2 separate regions of the Mus musculus genome follow, and region 1 is linked to region 2. Evidence: chromatin contacts called from public Hi-C data. All regions are on one chromosome and are shown on one strand. Each heading gives the region's core, a stretch centred on a gene start, on an enhancer-like site or on the middle of the called end of the contact. The rest is flanking DNA. Distances are from core to core; before and after follow the strand shown. Region 1 overlaps Ntn1 (netrin 1). Region 2 overlaps Stx8 (syntaxin 8).

Region 1 (2,700 bases), core at 84-2,583, 190 kb before region 2:
TTTAGGTGGGGGAAGGAAATGGGAGTTGGTTCTTGGTGCCCTTTCTCTTTCCTGTCAGGTTTCTGGTTGAGGAGTGGAGTTGGGAAGTCCTTGCTCCCTACCCACCATTGCTTCTCATGAGCCTGAGATGAAGCTATAGGGGATGTGGCTGGCTCATCCCAACATGCTAGCTAGCAGACACACAGCTTAGAGTCTTTATGAGAGACCAGGGGACCCCCTAGATAGACTACCAAGTCACTCCAGTGGTGTGGGGCTCCTTGATCTGGGCCAAGCTGGTCCCTCAGGAGGGTCTCTGCTTCCCCACCCCCATCTCTCCTGAGTTGACCTCTGTTCTTACAAAGCTGCCCTTTCCTTCCCGCCTTGAAATCTGATAATGAAACTAATACCCAATATTTTTGCCTGGGAGAGAAGCAGGAGATAAACAGGAAGGCCCAGGGATTAGGGTGTCTCTCCGAGGCAGGGCCCACGGCTGGTGGGAGTTGGGTGACACCTCTTTGTGGACCTGAGAGATCCAGATGTGAGCCACTTTGCCCAGTGCATTTTTCCATCTGTGTAGAGAAAATAAAACAAAGAGAAAAGAAAACAAGCTATAAAATACTTTGCAGAAGTCTGAGCGTGGGTAATTATCACTTGATGCTCTTTGACAGCCCCAAGGAGGGGCAGGGGGTGCTTTTTGATGTTGGCCTCAGAGTTTTCTTTTGTATGACCAGTTGTTTGGAAAGAACCTTTTGTTGGCGTGAGGTGTGCATAGAAGGAGATCGGGCCTGAGCGTTCCCAAGGGGTAAGGAAGGCAGCCCTGCATTCCCAGAAGGGCTCAGAGGCCTGTTGGATGCTGGGCAGCTAGAGCCTCCTTTACAGGAGTGTGTCTACCTCTATGAAGGACCTAAAGATGCTGCTCTCTGTGTGCAGAGGAGGGCAGCGAGACCCCAGCGATCCTTGTGGATTCCCAGTACTGGGCAGGTGCCCCGGGTCTTGGGGTTTCTGTTCTTGCAGGAAAGATCTAAGTTCTGGCCTGTAGTTCAGGTCCAGCTGTTCTGTCTGGTGATGCTGGTCATCTTCTCTGGGACAGTCTAACGGCTGCCGGCCAGGACTTTACACACTGACTCCGGTGCTAGGCTGGCTGGCTGTTCACTGAGCCTCTCGGAGTAAGTCCTGTTCCTTGTCTCACTGAGTGAGTCCAGAGTCAGCGTCAGTGTGGCAGCCCTCCATGTAGAGGGTGGGGCAGCCATGCAGCTTCTGTGTCTGGTTGAACTCAGTCACCTGGGGACACCTGCTCAGGGACACTTTCAAGGTTCTTGGGAATCAGGTCTGTTCTCTAGTCTAAACTGGCTTTGAGCTGCTTCTCGACGGCAGGGCAGGCACTGTCTTTAACTCCACCTCTGCTTGTCAGCTGAGTGACTAATGGGCACTTGATTTGGGGACCGATTCCTGGAAGAACATTTAAAGAAGCTTGTAACACCAGAGAGCAAAATCCAGAACTTCACACGTAAAAATAGCATCCCAGTAAGAAACCAGTAAGAGACATTTACAGCTTATATAGTAGAAAAGGCAAACGTTTTAAGCCAACCATGGAGAGAGAAAATTTGGGCCACGGCTTGAACAGGCAAGGCACACAGGGAGATGGAAATGTAGACTCAAGGAGACGTACCTCCTCTTCTGTAGTCATGGACACAAGTCGATGTCAAGTCCCGGCCTTTTCCCCTGACAAGTTGCAAACATTCTTTTCTTAAATGTTGATACCAAATGTGTGTGTTGTTATTCTTTTCAAGGGTGTGGTGAAATGAGAGCTATCACTTCCTGCTAGTAGGAGGCAAAGCCAGTTCAGCCTTCCTTGAGGGCAACTTGGTGTTTTCTGATCCAAAGTTAAAAACACGGAGATCCAGAACTTAACTGAATTCTGCCTTTGAGGGCTGTACTACCTACCCATCATTAGTGGGAGCAGAGTGCTGATGTGCGTGCTCCAAGGTGGTTCAAGGTTTATAACGTGGGCAGTAGGGACCAGCTTTGAAGAGAACCTGCTTGCTCAGTGTGCCTGTCTCAGACTAAAGACCCACAATGTCTAAGAACCAGACAATCTTTAAAGATCATATTGACACTAAAAAAAATGTTTGTTCTGAGAAAAAGGCTACAAGGCTAGAGGCAAATGGGGATGGTCTACATTTAGGAAGCATACTAAGTAGCCCAGCAGGAAGCCCCTATACTCACAATGCCTGGTGAAAACAGGAGCGCACTTCCCCCTTTCTTCCTTTAGTTTTTAAGTATGCAGCATCAAGCATCATTTCTTGAGAAGCTGCGGAAAATGTGTATAGACTATGCAGCATAAAGACAGGGCAGTGAACTCAAGTATCCCTTTGGGGGATGTGCTGGGGCCTCATCCAAGCAAGGGCTAGCTGTGGGCTTGGGAATGACACTGAAATGACACCCCCTGGATGGTAAGATGGCTGCAGCCAGACGGAGAGGCATCTCCTGCAGGAAGACAAGCTGGCCTTGGAATGGGAGGGCCACTCTTACACTGGGCATGCTTCAGAAACTGACCAGAGTTCAGAATAAATGAAGCAGGAGGGATTGGGAGGCTGGGGAGTAGAGCTGAGGCCGGGGAGTGAGTAGGTCTGGCTTGTTAACAGCCTCCAGGGCTATGCTAAGTGACTTCGATTTTATCCTTATGGACACCCTCAGATTGATGTTTAGAAATCCCACTCT
Region 2 (2,700 bases), core at 134-2,633:
TGCCCAGGCTTTCTTGCCACTTCCACAGACTCAGGCTGATTGGCAGTGTGTCATGCTAAGGCAAGACACATGCTGGGGCAAGACCTGTGGAGGACACGTGATGCTTGGAGGATATAAATAAAACTCATTGTACAGTGACGGGGGCTGAGCAATACTTGTGGATCTCGAGTCTTCACTGATCTTTGCTTCCCTCAGAGGCACAGCAGAGAAGTTCTCCTGGTCCCTCCTGCTGACTGGAGCCGAGGCTGAGGCATGGCTGTCTCTGCTAGGTCGTGCCACCACTGCTGATTCCTGCTCGCTATCCCGATTCTCCTGAACTAGACTGCTGGTGTATCTGGGAAGTGCTTGTGAGTGGGCTGAGCTGCTGCTGCTGCTAACCTGTGAACTGAACTGCCGATTTCCAGACAGCACAGATGGGAGTTGCTCCAAAGAACTATTTCTAAACAGGTCCACTTCCCCGTATCCTTCCTTTTCCACTACCTCTGGTAGATGGTGGGCTATAAGGGAGGTTAAAGCATTTAAGAACCATCATTAAAAATAGGATTTGAGTGGCTGGTGAGATGTCTCAGTGGTTAAGAGAGCCGACTGCTCTTCCAAAGGTCCCGAGTTCAAATCCCAGCAACCACATGGTGGCTCACAACCATCTGAAACGAAATCTGATGCCCTCTTCTGGAGTGTCTGAAGACAGCTACAGTGTACTTACATATAATAAATAAATGAATTAAAAAAAAACATTGTAAAACTTAATTAAAAATAGGATTTGAAAAAAAGAATTAAAGTTACAAGACAGAAAGGAAACAAAACTCATAAGAAGCCTGAGACATTGGGAAGGCTAAGAAGTGGCAGTATCTATATAGAAACTTATCAGCTTAGTTTGCAGAAAGTACATATGTTGGCAACTGGTAGCAAACCTTACGGTGTCAGGGTTTTTGACATGCATAAGTGTAAGCCGTGAGCTGCCATGTGAGTGCTGGGAATCAAACCTGGGTCTTCTAGAAGATCAGTCAGTGTGCTTAACCGCTGAGCTATCTCTCAAAACCCAATAAAACACATCTCAAGACTTGAGAGAGCAGCAGCGTAAGGAAGCTCAGGGACGGAGAGATGAATCAGTTGGTACAAAGTGTGGCATGCACGTGTGATAGGAGGTGGAGACTGGAGGATCCGCTGGCCTGCCTGGCAGCACTCATGACCAAACACAATGAGGGAGCCACCTGAGGAAGGACACCCGAAGTTGTCCTCTGACCTCCACATTCGTGCACATATGCACGCACACAGTGAGCAGACTGTGCTCTGTCTACCAGACCGGCCAGAGCAGCTGCTGTTGACCATGCTGGGAGCTGCTCAGAGAGCACAGGAGGGAGGAAAGGAGGGAGCAATCAACTCCACTTGAAGCAGTAAACATGCCAAATGTGGGAAGGGAAGACAGCCAGACCAGACCAGCGCATTACTGAAAGCTCAGAGTATTTAAAACCATAACAACAACGACTAATATTTACTGAAAATGTGCCATATGCTAAGCGATCATTTCCCAGTCGTGAGGTGGACAGAGTTAGTTATAAAGTTATAAGAAATTCTGCACTACTGATCAGCCAGCATATTTAAGGTATGAAATACAAATGAAAGCAAAATTTTTCATTAGGCTTATGGATCTTTATTATAGTAAAATATTCATAGTAAAGATGAAAAGCAAAGGCTGAGGGTGTTCTGTGGTAGAATGCCTGCACAGCACACATGTGGCCCTGGGTTTGACCCTTGACACTGCCAATGACAACTAAGAATCTCCTTACCAGCAACACTGGCAGACGGTTACCTTGCATATACCAAACTGCTGCTGAAGACACGAATATAGGGGCTGGAGAGATGGCTCAGCGGTTAAGAGCATGGACTGCTCTTCCAGAGGTACTGAGTTCAATTCTCAGCAACCACACCAGCAAGAGTGTACTCATATACATAAAATAAGTAATTCTTTTTTTTTTAAAGATTTATTTATTTTATGTATCTAAGTACACCATTGCTCTATTCAGACACACCAGAAGAGGGCATCAGATCTCATGCCCTCACAACAGATGGTTGTGAGCCACCATATGGTTGCTGGGAATTGAACTCAGAACCTCTGGAAGAGCAGTCAGTGCTCTTAACTGCTGAGCCATCTCTTCAGCCCCAAATAAATAATTCTTTAAACAAAAAAACAGTTATGTTATTTTTTAAAAAAGACATGACTATAACCAGAGTGTGGTCCAGGTCCTCTTAGGCCTTCATACTATCCAGCCCTGGGAAGTCCTTTCCAGTTTGCTTAGTTGACAGTCTGGTTTTTCTCTTGGAAGGAAATTATTACATGCTAAAAATACCTTCTGCTTACACCATCCAAAACAATTATACAGTAATACAAATGTGGGCTGAAACTGCACAGAAAGATACAATATAGGTCATTAGGATTAGTAAGCATCCAAGTAAGCAGTGTGTGTGTGTGTGTGTGTGTGTGTGTGTGAGAGAGAGAGAGAGAGAGAGAAAGAGTAGGAGTGAGTGTGTGAGAGTGAGTGTGTGTGTGTGAGAGAGAGAGTGTGAGTGTGGAAGTGTGTGTGTGGGAGTGAGTGTGTGTGAGAGTGAGTGTGTGTATGTGAGAGAGAGAGTGTGAGTGTGGAAGTGTGGGTGTGGGAGTGAGTGTGTGTGAGAGTGAGTGTGTATGAGAGTATGTGTGTG

The links. A called contact is a pair of places that touch in the nucleus more often than the background predicts.
Region 1: a Hi-C map of uterus shows a contact between it and region 2, with 2.8 times the contacts expected there. The contact joins two enhancer-like sites. A contact is called at or near these places in 2 of 484 Hi-C or Micro-C datasets (the HL-1 cell line and uterus) and 1 of 115 datasets of contacts at active chromatin or transcription factors (double positive thymocytes).

The regions. Positions count from the first base shown.
Region 1 is chr11:68,278,719-68,281,418 of GRCm38.p6, reverse strand. The region is part of intron 2 of Ntn1 (netrin 1); the gene reads left to right. Among named protein-coding and RNA genes, the nearest start is that of Mir6406, 59 kb to the right of the region's middle. Within about 2 kb of position 1,333, at least 7 of the 459 cell types and tissues checked have an H3K27ac peak or open chromatin away from gene starts, as enhancers often do. A contact at or near this core is called in uterus, where this site is marked.
Region 2 is chr11:68,085,069-68,087,768 of GRCm38.p6, reverse strand. All of the region lies in intron 6 of Stx8 (syntaxin 8), which reads right to left. Among named protein-coding and RNA genes, the nearest start is that of Stx8, 120 kb to the right of the region's middle. Within about 2 kb of position 1,383, at least 15 of the 459 cell types and tissues checked have an H3K27ac peak or open chromatin away from gene starts, as enhancers often do. A contact at or near this core is called in uterus, where this site is marked.